2 separate regions of the Nothobranchius furzeri genome follow, and region 1 is linked to region 2. Evidence: chromatin contacts called from public Micro-C data. All regions are on one chromosome and are shown on one strand. Each heading gives the region's core, a stretch centred on a gene start, on an enhancer-like site or on the middle of the called end of the contact. The rest is flanking DNA. Distances are from core to core; before and after follow the strand shown. Region 1 overlaps pbx4 (pre-B-cell leukemia transcription factor 4). Region 2 holds the start of LOC107378326 (kinetochore-associated protein DSN1 homolog).

What was found. Hi-C and Micro-C count contacts between places; a contact is called where the count stands out from the background.
Region 1: a Micro-C map of tail fin shows a contact between it and region 2, with 7 times the contacts expected there. The contact joins the enhancer-like site here to the promoter of LOC107378326 in region 2. A contact is called at or near these places in 2 of 2 Hi-C or Micro-C datasets (skeletal muscle and tail fin).

Annotation. Positions count from the first base shown.
Region 1 is chr5:2,585,660-2,589,312 of NfurGRZ-RIMD1, reverse strand. The region is part of intron 2 of pbx4 (pre-B-cell leukemia transcription factor 4); the gene reads right to left. Among protein-coding and RNA genes, the nearest start is that of stxbp2, 15 kb to the left of the region's middle. Within about 2 kb of position 1,847, at least 3 of the 3 cell types and tissues checked have an H3K27ac peak or open chromatin away from gene starts, as enhancers often do. A contact at or near this core is called in tail fin, where this site is marked.
Region 2 is chr5:2,534,960-2,538,981 of NfurGRZ-RIMD1, reverse strand. It overlaps LOC107378326 (kinetochore-associated protein DSN1 homolog), which reads right to left and starts at 2,039. Exons shown (of 11, transcript XM_015948466.3): 1 at 1,943-2,039; 2 at 1,075-1,111; 3 at 734-989; 4 at 559-632; 5 at 386-458. The coding sequence starts at 1,977.

The sequences.
Region 1 (3,653 bases), core at 598-3,097, 51 kb before region 2:
CTACGGTTCAAAGCGTGTCCACGTGTTAGTTACCGTTAATAGGCCCGATTATGTAAAGAAAAATCCATTTAACTGTGGGGGGACTCGTGCAAAGCCAGGGGGAGGCTGATGACGTAGGACAAGTGGGTGATGTTGGACACCTGTCCTTATTAAGGATTATGCTAGTCTGTTGAGGTTCACCACCAAAGTTATGAAGAGCGTAAACTCATTTCTTAAGGTTTTCATCGGCTGATTTTTCAATTTTATGTTGTTATCATCTCAAATACCTGAAACATGCTGAGAAAGGCACCATGAAAAACATGTCTGCAGCTCATCAGAGGGACCAGACATAAATGAGCAGTTTTCGCTCTTTCCACCGTCGTGGCAGGTTTTTAACAACGGTGTCGACCATTTGTTCTCTCTTCGTTTTACATGTTTCTTCATGCCTTTTTCTCTCCCTCTGCTACGTTTCTCGTCTACCCAAGGCACATTCCTGCTGTGTTGCTCCCCCATCTCAGGACTTAGGAATGCAGCAGACCCAGTCGCCTGAACTAATGACCCTGATTCGCCCATTTCTTTCCCTCCATTTTCCTTCTAGTCTTCCAAAAATTCTAATGATCTCTGCACCTTTGGAGCAGATGAATAAAAGTTTTGATTTGTTACACTGATATTTGGTTGGAAATACTCTGTTCGTGTTTTTGTTACAGGAATTAAAATGAGCTACCAACGACCACCAGGCGACAGATTTTAACCCTAGGAATATAGTTGTGGTTTTGAGGAACATGTTCATTTTCTCAGACGTTCAAATGACCTACTGTGAAGAGGGCAAATGTGGCTCTTGTGGCTTCTCACCTCAGCCCCCTCCTTTTTAGCTGTGACTCATTATGGCCCCCAGCTGTAGCCTAATGCACCTACATTCCCCTAATTACTTCAATTAAGCTGTGATTACCCAGAATTGCACTCATGCACAGTCTAGTGGCCTGGTGATATTAAAGCAGATACTACAACAGCTGTTGAGATGAGTAAAAGTATTGCACAACAAAGCACCATATGACGTACCAGTAAAAACTAAAGCAGCATTTGAACTGACGAGTCAAAGAACCAGGAGGTTGTTTTGCTCCAGAATCAAAGCCAAGTGCTCTTTTAAAGCTGCAGCGTGCATTTCCACTGCGCTGGTTTTCTACCAAGGAGACCTCAACCTGAGATAGATCTAAGTAATGACACTTTAATTTGTTTTTAAGAAGACCGTTTCAGGCCCACAGCCAATAGCTATGGCTTTTAGAAATGGCCATAATGCATACGTTACAAGCCGAACCGGGCGGCGTGGCATTGTGAGACTAAGCGAGGAACACATACTATGAAATATTCAGGGTATCCAGCTGGGCTCTCGCTGCATACATAATCATTCTCGTTTCTGCACGGCAAATGTGGAAACGTAGTGCTGTGCAGACACAACACATATAATCTAAAAAGGCACAGGGAAAGGTGAACAGCCCTACCAATAGTGTAGTGCTGTACATTAACTGAAATGCTTTCCACACATAGGCATAGATAAGGCTTAAACGCAGTCAGTATATCATTGCTCAGCTCACAGCACAAGCTTTATCCTTGTCTGTCTTTTCCCTCGCTAGCATCCCCTTTTTCACTCTGTCTCCCCAACACACATCCCCTCCCCCTTCTCCCTTTCAGCACACCCCCCAACACACAACTCCCCCATCACCCCCCACCCCCTGTTCTCCATTTCAGTCGAGTTCTCCATGTGAGCCGCAATCCCTCATGCTGTCAGCCCCCCCTTTCCCTCTCTCTGTAGACAGACAGGATTAGCATTTTAATTGCATCAGCTCCCTTGGGTATTCTCAGCCTTTCACTGGGAGAGAGCAAGGGATCGGCAGAGAGGGAAGGAAAAAGGGAGAAAAAAAGGTAAGAAGAGAGAGAGCGGCTAGAAGGAGAACCAAGGAGAACTGAAAAAAAGGAGTCACAGGAGAAGGTATGTGAGGGAGAGAGAGACAACAGAAATACACAGAATCTGGAGCACAAACATTAGGGAGAGCAAGTAAACCAAAGGGAAGGAAAGATGGTGAAAAGATCAGGTTTCCCCTTCCAATACAAGTCTAATAAAAAGCTTAGTCCTTTACAACCAAACTAAGCTGAGTGGATGTGCACATTTTCATTACAAAATGTACAAAATATGAATTTAAAATCTAAAATCTACTGCATGATGCAAAAAAAGCATCTTTACACTACAAACTGTAATGGGAAGTAGGTACATTCACAACTCCCCAAAACAAAAATGTTTGGTCGGAACAAACTTTGCCCTGAACTGTGCTTGACACCAGATGGTGGAAATCTGTAAGCTTGACCTTGATTCTCAGATTTCACAAAGCATTGTGACATCTGAAAGGACAAAAAACACACAAATTAACAAAGGCAACTGAAGCTGGACAATAATAAAAAGAGTTGTGCCAAAACTCCAGTTTGAATGACAGAAAGAGAAAGGTTAAAAATGTTCTGAAGTAAAAAGCAAACTCTGTCTCAATCACATCCAGATGGTATTGTCTGGATGCAAAAGGCTTACGCCGTAAGAGTCAAAGGCAGTCTCTTGAGTATTCACCTAAAATATGGATGTATTAATCATGATGAACACAGTTCCACTTAAACATTATGATCTCAAAACATGTTTCAGCATTTAATCATTTATTTTGAATTGCTTGGAAATGTAAAAAAAAAAAATGCATTTCTGCTGCAAAATTAAAGTAAAAAACACCCTCTTTTTCTAAAAAGGCCATTTTTGTGAAGTGCAGTCAACTTAATGAGCCTAATCCATATGTTCATGGCTGCTTTAAGCAGCTCACACTAATAAGCATCTGTTTGGGTAGTACACAAGAGTCCTGTTGCACACAGCCCCCCACTCTGACACAAACAAACACACTAAGAGGTAAGCATTCAGAGTAAACACTGTGTGTTCTGACCAAAGTGTAAATTGGAGAATTCACACCTTGGGCAAACACAACACTTCAGTCCAACACATCATTAATCAGCCCTTAATTACCTTTAAAGGGGGAGGGGAGCTCAGACACTTAAGCAATGATAACAACACAAACGGATAAACAGTGACTGTATTACAGTGTATGTTAAACATAAATATATACAAAACGTATTTTTTCCTTAAGGAATAAAGTGCTAAGTACTGTGTATAATTTTATCTAGGTCAAAAGTATTAATACTAATAATAATAACAATAACAATTACAACAACAATAATAATAATAATTATTATTATATTCATTTTATGAAGGTAAAATGAATAAAACAAGGATTAATAAACATCAAAACATCAAAAACACATTCAGAATAACTGCCAATCACATGTGTGATACTGCTGTGTTAAGTGTGGGGGGTGACCAGGTTGTATCACTGCTGTCATTACAGATTGATGTCTTTGTGTTTATCTACGTGATTTTGAGAAAGCTGCACGTCATCTCACACCCTTGCATCTCCCAACCCTACACAGATGGCTCTAAACAAATGACATTTGCTCCTAGCTCATTCAAGTTAAATGTAATTTAAGTCCATGTTAAGCAAGCGGACAAGCTAACCAAAACAATTATATTAAGCAAACAAGGTAAGCATGTCCTTTTCATCAAAACTAAGAAGTTGTTGCCATCTCAAGTGCTA
Region 2 (4,022 bases), core at 790-3,289:
TCTGATGTTGAATGATCAGATTTTGAATGATGTTAGATGGGCGTAGAACCTCTCACACCAGTGGTGTTCTGTTGCAAAATGCACAGGTACCTAATGAGTGGTGGACCAGGGTTAATGCGGAAGTGCAGTTGTTTGGTAAGACAGGCAACTGGACGGTCCAATTGTTGGTTTTGGACCAAGCTGTGTTATTGGCTAAAGTTTTTAGACAAATGCGAGAGAACCACTACATTGTTTTTCATACTTTGATTATTTATTTTTGTTTCCATAAAATATTTCTATCTATACTATGTTAGAATGTTGTTAAGAGGCAAGGAAAAATGTTTTAAGCTACCTTGTTTTGAAGCTTTAATAGTAAAGTCCATGAAATATATAACGAATAACTAACCTTGTTTTTTAAAAGTCTCAATGGAAGCTTGTGGAACTGACAGGAGCATGTTTTGAGTTCTTTCTAGTGCCAGCTGAAAATAGAAGAAAAAAAAATTCATGCTGCAGCATAGTTGGTACCAGATATTAAAATGTTCTGATGAATATCCTACTACATGGTTTTTTGACAGGTACCTTCACTGAAGCCTCCAATAGCTTCTCGAGCCTCTCTTGATTTGACAACGATGTACTTATGCCGCTGCACAAAGCTGGAATGGATTCAATAAAGTATTTATGGAAACAAAATACAAAATTTTACAGTCAAACTCAGGAACCAAATTTAAGACATCGACTCAAGAAAATTCCATACCCTGATAAGGGTTTGGAGGGGCTGAGAGGGACCGCCTAGTAATGGTGGTTCTTCTCCAGGATTTTGTCTCAGCAGTTGGGCTCATGAGTTTTCCTGTGTCTTCCATCAGCATTTTTTGCATGTCTGTCTCTGACTGTTTTTCTGTATTCGTCCTCTGTGTTGAAGACGATAAGGAATCGGTACGTGGAGATTTTTGTGGGGGAGCTGAATCGGGGCTTGTGGAGGAGCATCTCTTCTTCTGGCCCACTGGGTTGACCTTGGCAAGAGAGGAAACAACTCTGGGTTCAAGAAATCCATTAATATTGAAGCTTGAAGCCTAGTTAAATGCTTTACTGTCTCACCTTACTCTGAATATCATTAATGGACAGATCTTCACAACTGTTATTAAAAAAAAAAAAGAAAATCAGGTAAACGATGGAGATGCAACGTAATAATAGAAAAATTAGGGCAGAAAAAGTTGGTTTGATATGATTAGAAAAATCAGAACCAAAACGGAATTTCTGAAAATTCAAGTTAAAGATACAACACGAATGATGAAACAACTTGATTCATTCAAAAACGTAACTGAGATTCTGCTGCCTTCCAATCAGATTAGCACACTGCCTTACCAAAATTTAAAAAGCAGGACCTCTCAGTGCATTAGATATCAGAACTCCAGATCAACATCATTGGGATTTCCTCTGAGTGTCTTCAGCATCCCATTTTAATGTGTGAGACTGAAAGCTGACAACATGTTATTCTTTTCTTCCAGTTTCATTGAACTACGTCCTACTTGTTTTACATGTATAAATAGTACAAGTTTATACTTTACCACTTGTAAATATAAATTAATACCCCCAAACCTGGCTATCTGGCTAAATCTATCTTGACTTTTTCTTAATTACGTAGTTGGCTTCTTCCTGTCAACATTGAACTAGCTTAGGTCTCACAGCCAACAAACTAAATTAAACTTAGACTCAGTATCTACACGTACACGTATCGTAAATATTTAGGAAGCAATTAAACGCATTTTAAAAGTTAGTGTGGAATCATTTGAACGTAAATAGCTAAATCTGCGATTCAACACTTTCACACCATGCGAAACCCGTAATTCAGACGCATATCATCAACATAATATTGTAGATAAAATATTCCGAAGCGGTTCACGAGTACTACACTGTTGTCGATAAATTCCCATTGCCACGGCTTGAGTTTCAAATTGTAACGGACCCTTCTCGAAGATCAGCCTGCTGCTTTTCCGCCATTTTACTTTTCAAACTCTTTTGCGCGCTCGGCCAATCTTCATTCAGACGAGAGGCACCATGGGAAATGTAGTACGGAGAGGGAGAAGAGCACAAGCAGACGTTTTCACGCAGGGCCGTTGCTAGCTATTTTGGTGCCCTAAGCACAAAGGCTTCGTGGAGCCCCCCCCCCCAAAAAGAAAAAGAAAAAACAACACAATAACACAGTATGTGCAAGCCCTTCGCCTTAAATTCTCTTTAATTCTCTTGTATGCACAAACTGATTATTATTTCCAAAAGTAGGATGGATATTTACATAATATAACATACTCAACACAGGAATTCCATATTGTTATTATTTAGAACTATGTAACAGGTCCACACAACACAAGCACCGGTTGTGGCACATGTGTTTCTCCAATGATAACCCTTCTCCTCCTTGAATGTACTTGTTCGTTGAGCCTGCATTCAAACACAAAAAGATAATTTGCCATATTCATTCTATAATAAGATAAAAGTTTTAAACCATGGTAAAAAAATACTGCAATAGATTATTTATAGGTTTGTATTGGCTTATAAATCACTGGCATGTGACATGACTAAATTCAAAACTATTTAACCTTTATTAAGAACTAGAGAGGCACAATATACACATTTTATACACAACTAGAAAATTCTGAATATGAAGGGAGGAGGTCAGCATAATGGACTTTTTTCTTCAAAATATACCATCAGCAGCTGATGTTCCCCTTGGCCCGTAAATGTTTATGAAATGTATATTAACATAGAGCAAATACCTAATTTGAAAATAGGGTTATCTAATTTTTCATATTAAATCTCAGTTACATAGCCTATAGGCCACATAGAATATTTAATAATGATATAAATCATGTCCATAGTTAACTCATGATTAATCACAAACAGCCGCTTATTTAAAAAAAAATTTTACTTTACCTTGACGGTGTTTTTGTCCTTCCTGTTTTTGTGATATTTATCTAAGTATTTGGGTGGACAAATATGATTCATTTGTTTATTTCTGTTACAAAACAGCACAGATGGGCCTATCTGACCTCACAGAGGAAACTTTATTTTACTTGAGAAAGATGTTTTAAGATGAACTTATTAAAACAAAAAAATCTTCAAACTCTTCAATGTCTATTTTAAGATGAACAACCTTTAACACTGTTCAGACTTATTTTTTAATACAAGTCGCATGAACAAGCTGAATAAAAGGATATTTCCCTTTGTTGCATTTAACTATTTCTTCTTTAAAGAAGTGCTGATTCAGAAGAGAATAATTGCATTTAGGAAGATGATGACTTGCTACGTTTTTTTTCTCCAGCGGTAAAAAAGCTTTAAAGCTTCTCTGAGTTTCTGTCCCTCTCAGCCTCTCTCACTCGGCTACTAATTAACGCCCGGTAGGCAGGGCAAGATTAACACTTTGTTGTACCCTGGGCAACAATATTCAAGGGCCCCATCATCACGACCCAAGGATCACCATAATATGGTCACATACAGAATATTTTACTGTAATATGCAGTAAATATACTCAATACTTGAATGCCTGATGTCACGTAACCTGCTCAGGGTAACCTTTGACCCACCTCATGTGGACTGACCAATGAGGAGAGGGTCTTAACTTGAGGCCCTCTCGTCATTGGTCAGTCTGCATGAGACTGACTCTCAACCGACGTTCAGTCATAGGCAGCGAAGCGTCTCTGTGCAGCGCAAAAGCCCGGGTGGACAGTTTGTTTAACATAGGGTGATCATATTTCCATTTCCAAAAAAGAGGACAGGGGATCTGTGCCTATGACGTCACACTATGGCAACGCCACACAAACCACGCTGGGACCCATTTTTTTGTAAGAACTAAATTAATATCAGATTCGGCCAATAAAAGGGCTCTAAAACAATTCATATGTGAATATTTAGCATATTTATTCCAAAATCAAATTTTTTCTGGTTTAGTGCTGCAACAACATTTTATCAATAAGAAATTATTAAACATTTTGTTTTGCTACAGCATCAGTACGCTTCCTGTGCACAGATTATTAAGGATGCTTGTTTCA